3 separate regions of the Mus musculus genome follow, and regions 2 and 3 are each linked to region 1. A link is a contact called in public Hi-C data. All regions are on one chromosome and are shown on one strand. The core of a region is the stretch at or near the end of the contact, and the rest is flanking DNA. Distances in the headings are between cores, read along the strand shown.

Region 1 (4,599 bases), core at 686-3,185:
AAAGATAGACAGTCATGTATGCTGATGTAGTGGGGATGGGAGGGAAAACAGGAAGCCCAGGGAGGGTTGAAACTCTGTCTTGAATGGCTAGAGGGACAGTTTCCATTTACAGAAACAATGAAGACTACGGAGAAGGCCAGGCCTTGGTGGTGAAGATCTGGAAAGTAGTTTTGAATATGTATTTCTGTGTTATCTGTACATGTCTAATGTCAAAATGAATAATATCCTGGTCTACACATTCTTCTGTAGCCTGATCTTAACACACAACAGAGCAGATTTTTTTTTCTGGTTCTGCTACATGCATACTGGGAATATTGATGAGCCTTAGCCTAGCTTGTATCCTGTGTCTACATTTCTTCATCAGAAAACAAAATTGCAATACCATGATAATCACATTTTCTGCTATCCCATTACACTTCTAGGGAATCAATGCGTGTAAAAGGATATTATTACTAATTCATGAAAATGTTGAATTTGACCCAAGGTTTGTAGAAAGAATAATTTGCACTTGTGGGAGTAAGCTTTGGTTATCAGTGGCTGAGAGGGGACTGCGTGGATAAGAGAATCACTGAGCAAATGAGTCTGCTTATCTCCTGGTTCCTCTTGTTCATCTCACATCACCGTATCTATTCACTATGACAGCAATATTTTCTAATTAGAAGATTCAGCATTCTCAGGAAGAAACTCTTGAGTGGCTAAGGTATCTGTGGAAATTCTCTCATTGGATCTGGGAGAAGAGAAGGCACTGATTTAAGCTGACAGTGATCTCCTCTGAGCCCAGTTATAAGTCAAGTATTGCTGAAGATGAGTAAAAACCACTAAAGCAATTACCAAGCATAGATTTTCGATAACTCATAAAGCAACAATAACAATGATATAGCTACCTCAGAAGTACTTTCCAGTCATGGCAAGATACAGCCCCATGGACAACCTTGTGTCTCAAGTAGTAAACATCTTTACCGATTTATTGTTAAAATTGGAAAATGTGAGATATTTCAAACTTAAAGAAAGCAAAAGTTTGCATTCCAGACTGTTCTCTGTTTTAAACATGTGTTGATATTTGATATTTCATTTTACTTGTGTGAGATATATATATGATGTATACCCATGTGTGTGCATAGCCTCTGGACATATGGAGGCCAGGAGAGGGTGTGTTGAGTGTCCAGATCTACCCCTCTATCACTCCTTGAAGGTAGGGTCTCTTGATGAATCTGGAACAAGGCTGGTGGCCAGCAAGCTGAACAATCCTCCTGTCTCTGCTTCCCATACCCCTCAATACTGGGGATATGGGTACAGCTACATTGACCTGTTAAATGGGTGGTGGGGATTTGAACTCAGGTTCCCAAGCTTGCACAGCAAACACTCTGACCCAGTCTCCCTTCCATCCACATTTTATCTTTTAGTCAGCTCAGCTGTTTTAAAGAATGGCAAGAGGCTGGTTTGTTCAGGTTTAATTTTTCACTGTCCTGGAGACCAAAGTCATTGGTCACAAATTTGACATGGCAAATGCTGGTGGTGTGGGGCTTGTGGGAAGGGTTTCTTCTGCATGGCAGACAGCTATCATTACATGGAAGAAAGTATGGAGGGGGAGGCAGGGAAGCTCTCATTCACCAACATTCCACACTCATTATCTAATTACCTCCCAGGGGTCAGATACAATTGCAGCCATGTTGGGATATGTGAACATTCAGTCCATAACACTGCTGTTTTGGCTTATTGTTTCTTAATAGGCTTATTGAATTTTATTTATATAACATTAAATTCACTCAGCTTGAATATACAATTCAATTATATTTAGTAACCTTGCCAAATGCAGCCATCACTGTAAATCAATTTCAAGACATTTTTTTTATCCGTACGACAAGATCACATGTGTCTATATTAATCCATGTTTCCAACCACAGCTCCAAGCAACCAGCACTTTATTTTTGGTTCTGTATTTTGCTTATTCTTGAGTTTCTTTTACAGAATTACGTAATATGAGGCTTTTTGTATCTGGCTTATTTCACTTAATGTCATGAAAATGAACCTCATCTGGTGCTGTGGCATGCATCATTATTGCATTTTAAAGTTGTTTTCTTATTAATTTATTTCTTATGTGTGTATACACATGCATGTCTCGATGTGTATGGATGTGGAGTTTGGAAGACTGGTTGCAGGAAGGAGACAGCTTTTGTTCTTCCATCATGCGGGTTCTGGGGACTTGTCAGGTCTGGTGTCATCTGTTTTTACTCAATGAGCCATCTCAATTCCTTATTGCTAAATCCTATTCACTTTAGTGAATACATTACACTTCAGTGATCTATCCCACAATTAATAGACACATAGCTTACTTGAAACTTTTTCTATTTGAACAAGACTGCAGTGAATATTCACATGCTATTCAACATTTTCCTTGCCCTTGAATAGAGAACTAAGAGTAGATCAGTGGCTCCTCTCAGGTCCGTGTCTAACATTCTAGAAACTGCTGGAATGTTTTCCAAAGTGTTTGCACAACGTCCTTATCACTGGTGATGTGCTATTACCCATGTTTCTACGTCTTCAGAATTCAGCTTTAATCCTTTTCCTGTATTATACTTACTCTCTGTGGGAATGTATTTTGCTGTGGTTTTGTTCATATCCCTATATTAGCACCTGCAATGTATAAATTAGCCATTTCATAACTGATGACACTTCTATGCATAATTTTCCCATCCTTTGATTGTTTTGTGTTATAGGATATATGTCGTTTTTGAAAATTATGGGTATGAGTCCTTTCTTGAGTATGAATTTTGCAAATATTTTCTACCAGTCAATTGTTTTATATGCTTATTTACTTACAACAGTCATTTGAAATTAAAATATTTGTCAGGTAGGCATATTTATTTTTAGTCCCAGCACTTGGGAGACAGATGCAGGGAGATCTCTTTGAGTCCTAGACCAGTCTTGTCTGTATAGTGAGTTTCAGGATAGCCAAGGCGACATAGTGAGAACTTGTCTCAAAGCTATATATATATATATATATATATATATATATATATATATGTATATGTATATGTATATGTATATATGTATATATGCGTATGCGTATGCGTATGCGTATGCGTATGCGTATGCGTATGCGTATGCGTATGCGTATGCGTATGCGTATGCGTATATGTATATGTATATGTATATGTATATGTATACACACACACACACACATACATACATACACACACACACACACACACACACACACACGTGTGTCTATACCTCACAGTTTAGGGATAATGGGCATGCACTGTCACACCTGGGTTTTTACCTGGGTGCTAGGAATCTGAACTCAGGTACTCATGCTTAAGCAACAAGTATTTTAACCACTGAGCTATCTCTGTAGAACTGTCCTATGCTGCTTTTAGAAGTTGATCTCATTCAAGCTTCTGAATCATTTTGAGTCATATTTGGATATGAGTGTGAAAAGTCTAAGCTCATTTTTATCCATAAGATATCTAATTATCCCGGATTACCTATTACTCAGTGACTGTAAATGGCAGTTTTTTTTTTTCCAAAACCAGTTGACTGTAAATATGAAGATTTATTTCCAGACTTGTCAGTCTCTCCCACCCACCCCCAGTCTCACACCATTGACATAACTAGCTTTACAGTAAGTTCTGACAGAGATGAGAGTTGTCCAACTTTGTTCTTTTTCGAAATTGTGTCCGTGATTCTGGGCGTTGTGTTAATGAGCAGATTTCTTTTTTCTGTTTTCAAGACTTTGTCTCCTGTCATCTTGGCTGCAGGAGCTGATGCAGGGGCTATGGAAGGATGTTACTTACTGGATGTGTGTGGATGTGGCTCTCTTTGAATTTACCTTGTTTAGAATTAGTCAAACTTCTCAAATGTGATGCTAAAGGTTTTTCGTCGGGTTTTAGGCATGCCTATCATTGTTTCAAGGTTCTTTTGCCCCTCTCTTTTGCCTCTCTTTCGGGAATATCAGTTATGCTTATCTTGATATGTTCATGCTCGTCCTCAGACTTCTCAGCCTCCTTTCCCATTTCTCCATTCTCTTTTTCCTTCTTGTTCAAACTGCAGAGTCCCAGTCCACTACTCACGGGCTCCCCTGACTGCTTTCGGCAATTTCAGTGAGGTAAAAGGTCTGTTCAAACTGAGGGATTTGCATTAGCTCAAGTAAAGACAAATCTTGTGAGTCAGGATATACAGGGACCTGCCAAGCATGTCCAATAACAAGGAACACCTGTGAATGGAGCCTTTAGGAAGAATAGCCCTGTCATCTGCTCTGGCTGAGGGGCTGTAACCTTTTCATGGTTTGTCTTAGTGAGAGTTTCTACTCCTGCACAAACATCATAACCAAGAAGCAAGTTGGAGAGAAAAGGATTTATTCAGCTTACACTTTCATGTTGCTGTTCATCACCAAAGGAAATCAGGACTGGAACTCAAGCAGGTCAGGAAGCAGGAGCTGATGCAGAGGCTATGGAAGGATGTTACTTACTGGCTTGCTTCCCCTAGCTTGCTCTCTTATAGAACCCAGGACTACCAGCCCAGGGATGGCAGCACTCACAATGGGCCCTCCTACCCTTGATCACTAGTTGAGAAAATGCTTTACAGCTGGATCTCATG
Region 2 (4,599 bases), core at 993-3,492, 860 kb after region 1:
GCCTATAGGATTCCGGGAGGCTGAGGGGGTGGGCAAGAATACTCAGATAATCCAATGAGACAGGACAAGGCTGTCTGTTCCAGGAAGCTGTTTACTGGTCCTTAGTGCAATGCCCTCAGTGAGATTTGAAACGACTTCATTTTGTTGTTTTGTATTCCTTCTCCAAATGCATTTCGGAGATAGGACTGTGAGGCTCTGGACATCACTAAGCCAGGCAAATAATTCCAAGTGGAGCAGAAGGCTCTATTCATAAAGCAAGGCTGGGTGGATGTGGAATGCTGGCCTCGGAGAGGGAGACCCAGCAGGCAGAGAGGCTGGAGCTAGAGCCATGCAGCAGCAGCTGGCAGACATGGCTTCTATCCAGGACTTCTTTTCCAACCTGTGGTATCATTGGCACCTGCCAGGAATCCCCTGTACACTTGCTACAGCTGGTCATACTATAAGGGATATGCTCAGACAGCCAAGGACCCCAAGTCCTAGCTTCAATGTCACCACAGACTGGTGGACATCCCTAGGCTGGTCCCATCTTCTCTGTGAACCTCAGATGTTAAAGCTTGGGAGGTGGTGACATTGGAGTGCTTCTCCAATCCAGAGATGTGACAAAGCTTGTGACTGAGGTCTGCGGCAGTGAGCAGGGCAGCAAGTGTCCTGGTAGCAATCCAGGATTTTGTTTCCTGGCCTCTGGCTCTTACCACAGAAATATCCTGCAAACTGCAAACCCCAGCACTCCGGCCCAAAGCTTGCAGGCTGCAGCTTTGGGTTAGCGTTATATCACCAGACCCTCCATGGCTTGGGGATGCACAGGCTGAAACTCATTTCTGGGCATAGTTGAGCAGTACTTTCTGGGAGCCCAGAAGGAGTTCTTAAACCTTCCATGAACTGGATTTCAGTCACCTGGAAAAAGAACCATCAGAAAGCCATTCTCCCTGGATCCAGACTGGGAGGGCCTGTTAGTATTTCATAAGGAACAGGCCAAAAACATCCTGTTGCAGCCTAATGGGATGCAACCCAGCCCTGCCACACCCTGCTGCAGGGGCAGGCTGTGGCTTTGCCAGCAAGCCTGCTTCATTGAGGGTCATCGGATTACTCTGATCCCATATGCCTGATACGAAACAGATCCTCATGAAGGTCAAGATCCCAGTCTCCAGCACAGACTCAGACCCTGGTTATGGGAGAATCAGATCCTCCTTTGCAGACCTGTGTAGATAGCAGTGTGTGCAAAGGCCCTGAGGCAGGGAATGTACCTGGTACCCCATCGCCCTATTGCAACTTGACTCAACTGTATATTCACTTTTCCTCCTCCCCCACCATCACACCAGCCACTCCTCTTCATTTTCCTCTGTCATCTGTAAGGCCCTATCATATTGGATGGTGGCAGGGAACAAGAAAAATCTGTCCTATGTCTTTTGATTGGGGAACAGAGCAAAGGTGTCTCTAACAGGATGCTCTTTGTGAGGACTCTTCATCCTAACAGCCTTTCCCTATTGTCCATACTGCAGAGAGTTCTTGGCTAATTTGTTCTCATAGTCTCCAAAATGTAAAGGTTTAGAAATTCCTCCACTCACTGTCTTGTGTCTTCTTCCTCCCCAATATCTGCCCAGAATCCGTTGGCTTACCTTGGTCCTGTTGATACAGCTAATTTTATTTTTTCAGTCCGATCAATTTGTTTCTGGTGCCTTCTATCTAGTAACCCAAACATCCCAAAGATCCTGGGGAGGGGAGGCGGGGCAGAGACCTCAAAGCTTCAGAGGAAGGCAGTGAGACAGGGTGCTCTGGCTGGGAAGAGTCCGGGACAGAAATCTGCTCAGTCACCAAGGTATGCCTGGAATAATCTTATTAATAAAAATATTTGGACATGTGGGTAGGGTTGATTTTTATCTCATTTGTGAGTGAATGTGCTACCCAGTCCCTGCTTCCTGGAGGCTTCAGAGAATGTAGGGCTCCGGTCTATCTTCCTTAAGTTCTGAGAAGCAAATAAAGGCCTGGACCCATGTCTGCCCATACAGTAGATTGCTATCGGAGACAGGAACCTCAAGTGTAGAGTGCCACCATTTGCAACAGATGGGTACAGAGCCTTCTAGCCTGGCTTTGTAGGAGTGTCAGCAGGATCCCTGAGAACACAAGAGATGGGAAGGAAGTCTCCCAACCATGGCGACACTAGAATAAACAGTTGCTATGTGGAAACTGAATGATTTAAAAAACAAACCACTAGATATATCTCAGCCTCGGTTCCCTTATTTGTAAAACGCACATGGTCCCTGCTGTCTAGGTGATTGCGAAAGGCATTTCTGGTCTCTCATCTAGGAGCAGAGTGGGAACAGTGAAAGAGAGAGCTGGGCGAGGGGCAGAAAGGAGGACTTGGGGGGAGGCTTAGCTTCAGGCCCACCCCTTCAGCTTTTCACAACCCATGATGTTCACTGATCCCTGTGTGGTCTAGAAGATGAAGATGCACAGTCTGAGGTAGGAACAATCTGAGTTCCATTTAAGGAGGTGCCATTTGCCCCAGCCACCATCCTGATTTGAATGGATCTGTGAGGGAAGAGCCTGTGGGCAGGGCAAACAGTTTGTGCAAGTTCTTAGGCCTGTTAGCTTGAGGGGTCTTCTGTAGAGACAGACGAAGACGAGAGCCAGCTTGGGTGGAATTTTTTTTAATGTTTCATAGTCATTGCTTGTCTTCCTGATGACAAAAAAAATACATTTTTCCCAGGGCAAGGCCTTTTCTTCATGTGCCAGTCATCCCAACACGTGTCACAGCAGAGACATGGTAGAAATGCTGTAAATACTTTAGTAACGGTGGAATTAATGCCTTCATGGGAATTCGAGGTGTGTTTAATTATAAATGTATTTTACTTACTCTCTGACAATTTAACATCTGGGTATAATGTATTTTAATTATATCTACCCCACTACCCTCTAACTCTTCCCAGAACTCCCAACTTGATGTCATCTTTTGACATTTTCTTAATTTGTAGCTATTTATGTTCAGTTAGTTTTGCCCTTATAGGTATAAGGCCATCCATTGACCTACCAGGGGCCACACTCCTGCTTGAAGAAATCGATTCTTCCTTCCCAAGTGACCATCAAGTATCAGTAGCTTCACAGCTAGAGGTGTCAGCCTTATGAGTACACATGTATGAGCACATGCAACCTACACATATACACACACACAGTGCAGTATTGACTGGCTTGATCCTGTGCAGGCAACCACAGTTGCTATTAATTCGTAAGTACAGTGGTCCTGTCGTGACCAGAAAACATTGTTTCTCAGCTAACTTTTGTGAACTCTGTCTCTTTACAGTTTGTTTTGTTTTGGGGCGAGGTTGGGTTTTTGTGCTTGGGGTTTGGGGATTTTTTTTTGGCTTGTTTGTTTGTTTGTTTGTTTTATTCCCTCTTTTGCAACATACCCTAACCTTTAAAGGGAGGAGGTGTGATACAGATGATATATTTTGGTGTATTATAGATGTTGTGTGCACGCGCGCGCGTGTGTTTATGTATATGTACCTGTGTATGTGCGTGTGAGCATGTATGTGAGCATGCATATGTGTGTACCTGTGCATATGTTTGTGTGCACGTGAGTGTGCATATGTGTGTGTGTGTGTGTGTGTGTGTGTGTGTGTGTGTGTGTGATATAGATGAATACTCCGCCATCACTTATTCTCTACACTCGACCAGTTGTGAGTTTTTGTATCAACCACCATCCAGTGCGAAAAGAAGCCTCTCTGATGAAGGCTGAGTAGCGTACTCATCTAGGAATATAAAACAAGTACTTAGAAAGCAGTTTCATACTATGTCTATTTCATAAAATAATATTAATATCCTCTCTCTATGCCCTCCAAGGCATGGATTCTTGGCCAGGTATGAGAGCTTATCTGTGAGTGGTCCCTAAATCCAACCAGAGAGTAATTGGTACCCCCATGGCACCAACAGGATGCCACGATTGCACCGATGGCATGTCTTGCCAAGGTAGTCATTATTGTAGCTCAGCAGGTTGCTCAGGATCTTGTGGAGGTGATGTGGGCTTGGATTGTATTCCAGGTGTGGAGGGGATGAGGAGCTTTTGGGGCAAAGAGAAGCACGGGAAGCAAAAAATGCAAGAGTCTGGGGCTGGATTCTGTTTTATGTTTTGGAACTAACCATTCAGGCTGTGGATGACGCCAGACCCTGCAAAGGACATGACACTTTTGGGAAGCCCTGCTGCATAGTCAGTGAGCTATATAGATACATACCATGCACCTTGCAAATGGGTACAATCTGCATTCATAAGAAAAGCCAGTTCACCCTCATACTCATCCATTCAGGGTTTGATTATTCCTTTTCTTTACAGAGAATGATAATGTTTGATCTGAACTCCAGTGTACAGCACACACACATACATATGCACACACACACACACATTCACGAACACACTCATACATGCTTGAAAATTTCAAAGTCCACTTTTTCTACCTGCCAATTTGTTTCCTGACAAAGGAAAGGATGGATTTAGGAGACGAGGGTTAAAAAAATGGACAAAAGGAAATGTTAAGGCCCTGCCCTTATTTACAACTGTGCTTCATTTTACACAACCATACTGTGCCCTCCTTCACATAGCTGTGCCCC
Region 3 (4,599 bases), core at 574-3,073, 580 kb after region 1:
AAAAGAAGGCCAGGATGAACAGGGGTCACACATCAGAAGATCTAGTGGTGGTACAGTCCCCATCTGAGAGCCCAGGTCTGTTCCTGGGGCACACAGGAGCTAGAATACAAAGAGGTAGGAGACAGGAGGGAGAAACAAATTATTAAACATAACAATTTTCTTCATTTCTACATCTTTTAACTCCCCAGTGCAAGATATCACAGTGAGAGTATGGTAGGCAGAATTTCTGAGAGCCTTTTTACCTTTGAATGGATAAGTGTTCTCAGACCTTTTCTTCTGAGCCCAAGCTTCTACATGCTGGACCCAAGGACTTGTTTGTCACCAGGTTAAAATTTCTTTGGTGTGGCTGAACATTCAATCTTTATGAATTCTTTCTGTCTACCTGTGGGCAGGGTTGACTAGATAATATATAGTGCAATACTGGGCTCTAGTCCTACCTTTGACACTTGCTGGTTGTGTGACTGACAGGCTACTCCACCTACAGGGGCCTGGGTTTTTTCTTCTGCAAAATGACACGCATCTTCTTTGAGTGAGCTGGAGGTCAAATGAGTAATGCACACAGAGTGGGCTGTGCTTATTTACCAAGGGCCTTAGGAAGAAAGAAACTCAGAGTTCCGGAACAAGGAGGTGTGGGAGACAGGGACACAGCCATGGGGAAGTGGCCCCAAGTAGAAAGACAGGTTTTTGGTTTTCTTCTGTTTTTTGCAAATTAATGTTCACAAAACAGTACCCAAAGAGGAAGATCAAGTAACGCCTATGCAGACTAGGTAGCATGGCCATTTGACACCAGCTAGTCCCAATTTCAGCACCCCAGGACCATTAAAATGATGAGTAAAGAAGTCATGGTAGAAGGAATAGCAACCATACTGACCCCAACAATGCAGAGCCCCCAAACTGATATATCCATAGCTACTAGAAACTATCAAACCCATCAGAAAGAAAGCCAAAGCTGAGCTCAGGCAGGCACCTTCCCTTGGCAAGTACTAACTGACTGTATCATAGTAGGCTGACTGTCTGAGACCTCTTCCATTCTGAAAGTAGTTGATTTTTAGTAGGAATTGGCACATGTTTCAGGTATGTCTTTATAGGGCTTCAACTTTAGCAGTATTCTGTAGCTCCCAGAATGTTGTTTCACCAGCATGAGATCCCAATGACACCCTATAAATCTAGGAGACCATTAATATACAGCAAAGGAAGTTTAGGAGAGAACTGAGAACATGATACAGGATCTGTCATCAGACTTTATATATCACATCACCAGAGCTGTGGCCCATTGTAGGGTTAGAAACCCTTTCAGAAGTGCTATATGAGCACAGAGGATTTTTCCAGAATTGCTCAAGTTAAAACCCTGTACCTAGGACTCAGTAGGAAGGGCATTTGGAAACTGGAATAAGTAGCCTTGCTGGCTATTTCTTGGAGAAGATGCACTGTTGACATTACTCCATTTGGAAGAGTTTGTGATTCTTGTCCCCAAGTGGAGAAAACCACTTCAAAGTCTTCAAGAGAATTTGTATAGAACTGCAAGGTAGGCATTCTGTGCCTACGAACCACCAGATCCAAAAACCGAGAACCATGATGGCCAGAGTTCTGACTTCTGAAGATAGGGGAGGCCATCTGACTGATACATAACAGGTTTGTGGAGAAAGGGGTTGCTCCATTTCCATATACTTCCCCCGATAATCCTTTTATTGACTATAAATTGGAAGGGCAATGGCTTGAGAAGGGCATGATGACCACAGCTCAGCCACTTCCAAGATGGTCTCAGACATTCCAGCAGGCAAGCCACTGAGACCAACAAGCTCCCCTAAGCATGATGGGAAGTGGAATGGAGAAGAGGAAGCTGTGGTTATCATCTGAAGTTTAAGACCAGCTGCCCTCTGAAGGGTATTAGCTATTTTTTCCCCGTTGCTAAAATATCCTTTAAAAAGCAACTTAAGGAAGGAAATATTTATTCTGTCTCATTGTTTGCAGGAACAGTCTATCAAGGGGGAAATATCCTGATGGTGGGAACTTGAGGCAGCTGGCCACATGGGTTCCTCGTTCAAGAGTAAGCTAAGGCTTAGCTGACTTTATTTTGTGAGTCCAGGATCTCAGCCCACAAAATACTGCAAACCACAGTGGTGGTTCATTTCCATATCAATTAACCCATCCTAGATAATTATTGGCAAGCAGGTCCAGTGTTTCCTAGGTGAGCCTAGATCCCATCAAGCTGACTAGCCATCACAGGCATGTGGTGCAGTGTGTCTATAGTGCCCTGTGCATTTTCCCAAGGGGAACTTGAGGATGAGCAATGAAGCTTTCAGGAAGAAATGAAACCAACACCCCAAGGGTCTGGCTGTGAGCTGGGTATGAAGTACAACCCAGTTCCCTTCCAGAACTTAAGGTCTTGTCTCCCACAACTCACAGACAGCCCTCTGTGCCCTTTTACTGAGGACTGGTCTGAGCTGGAGAAACTACGTCTCTGAAAATTAGGCCTTCTCCCTAGGAAGACTGCACTGTGAAATCATGACTCCTTTCTGAGTCTCTTCTAGCTGGCTCTACAGAGCCAAAGATCCCTAGAACTTCCCCTAGTAACTGGCAAGGGCGGAAAGGGGACAATATTATACTTTAGCTTTTTCTCCATGTGCTCCACTGTTGGTCCCAGTGATATCCCCAAATAAATGCCCCACATGGTGGACTCCTGAGCAGAGTCTGTTTCTAAGAAAGCTGATTCAGAGGTCACCATTCCATTCCCTCAGTGACTACTCATGCCAACAGTCACACTGACATCCTTTGCAGTTCACTGAGTAAAATTTTGTCGAATTGTGCGAGTCACTGCTGCTTATCTAGTGTTTGGGTTTTTTTTGTTTTGATTTTTGTCTATCCTCTTACTCATACACTGGAAGAGTAAGAGCTATGTCCCCACCCTCTTTTCTCAAAAGAACCACCACTAAATATCCAAGCCCAACCTGGTGTTACGTACCATCTCCTCTTCTCTTCCCTCAAGGCTTTGGCACTTGCTGTTTCCCAAGTCTGGGGTGTGTGCCTCCCTCCTGAGTGGTGGAGCAATTGATAGACATTTTCTGAGACAGACATGTTTCATACCTCCAGTTAGATGTATCTGCTCAATTGTCATTTTGACAGAGGGACCTTTCCCAGTTCAGTCTGATCTAAGGTTTCCCCAGTATCAAGTCCCCTTTCCAGGTACATTTCCTCTCATAACTTCTCATCACCTGCCATAAGTTTTGCTGAGTGACTGTCCCCAACCACTGGACTAACGCCCTAGAGAAGAGTTTGTATTTTAAATGCTACATATTATCTGATGCTCAGTTGAGTAACTTCGGGAGCAATCTAGATTTTCCAGGACTCATTACTGAGATTGTTCATCCTAAACACACACCTCCACCAGCAATGAGCTTGTTTATTTAAGCCCCCACTGGGGTGACACGCTCTTACAAAGGTGACATATCAACCTGTTGCCACATAAGCAGGGCCTTTCAGAGCCAGGATTGGTATCCAGGCTTTAGAATGACAGCTGCCATAGTTGGACAGGACTGTCTGGGGCTAGCTTTCCTTCCCTGATGCTATTTGTCTGAAAATTCCTTCTTTTGCAAAGATTAGTTTATACTTCAAATGCCTTAGTTTAAACTGAGTACAAACATGGCTTTCCTAACTCTGTGTGTGTGTGTGTGTGTGTGTGTGTGTGTGTGTGTGTGTGTGTAGGGGAGGTGTGCTTCATGCCTATATTTAAGTATGATTTCTCCCAAGATTTCCCAGGCATTGCAAACCATAAGCTTCCAGAAAACCAAAGTGGCTCTCTAATTACTGTATATAAAAAGGTAAAATAGTTGACCTGCTGTGAGACCAAGTTTCCTTTGGCTTCAAATGCAGAAAGTCAGGAATTCAGTACTGGGGCTTGTTCAAAAAACCCACACACAGAAGCCTGAGGAAGAAACCCCTGGCCTTTCGCAAGATCATTTATCAAGACATGCAGATGGTGCAAAGTATATCCAATTTCTGAAACACATGGGTCACATGACTTAAAAATGTTCAAAACAGCCACTAAGTGTATGGCTCTTTGCCCCCTTGTCCCTGACTCCAGTTCTGACATGTAGTTTCAACTTTGATGAGAATAGGTTCACTTTCTTTCCCCACCCTTGAGAAATGACAAATTCTGTGAGGCAGGCCTTTGTACCCATCAGATTAACTCCAATCCAGGCCTTGTGCTTAAATGATGCACAAGATGTGGGATGAAGATGGTCTCATATATCCCAGCATTTCTGGAACTCATCATCCATCTGTCCTCATCTTCAGAGTAGTGGAATAACAAAACATCACCAGACATTGTTGGTTTGCTGCTGGGATGGAACTCAGGGCTTTGTGCATGCTAGACAACCATTCTCCTGACTTAGCAATTTCCTCAGCCTATGGTTGATGGGTCTTCTTAACCAATGTGTGGTGAAGTAGAATGTGATAAAATCACAGAGATGGGAGTTTAACTGGATGTAGCTGACTTAGAGATTCCTAAGTCAATGACATTTCTTCTCTGGACACATACCTTGGAGAATCGGGCATATTCCCTGGGAATCATAAAAAATGCAGCCATGATTAACTACATAA

What was found. A called contact is a pair of places that touch in the nucleus more often than the background predicts.
Region 2: a Hi-C map of bone marrow-derived macrophages shows a contact between it and region 1, with 12 read pairs. A contact is called at or near these places in 1 of 39 promoter capture datasets (the 3T3-L1 cell line), 3 of 484 Hi-C or Micro-C datasets (bone marrow-derived macrophages, cortical neurons and nephron progenitors) and 1 of 130 datasets of targeted methods (VIP interneurons).
Region 3: a contact with region 1 is called in a Hi-C map of bone marrow-derived macrophages, with 14 read pairs. A contact is called at or near these places in 1 of 484 Hi-C or Micro-C datasets (bone marrow-derived macrophages) and 1 of 130 datasets of targeted methods (VIP interneurons).

Annotation. Positions count from the first base shown.
Region 1 is chr15:67,987,142-67,991,740 of GRCm38.p6, reverse strand. No RefSeq gene overlaps it. Among named protein-coding and RNA genes, the nearest start is that of Zfat, 270 kb to the left of the region's middle.
Region 2 is chr15:67,122,529-67,127,127 of GRCm38.p6, reverse strand. All of the region lies in intron 3 of St3gal1 (ST3 beta-galactoside alpha-2,3-sialyltransferase 1), which reads left to right. Among named protein-coding and RNA genes, the nearest start is that of Gm31400, 45 kb to the left of the region's middle.
Region 3 is chr15:67,411,990-67,416,588 of GRCm38.p6, reverse strand. No RefSeq gene overlaps it. Among named protein-coding and RNA genes, the nearest start is that of 1700012I11Rik, 190 kb to the right of the region's middle.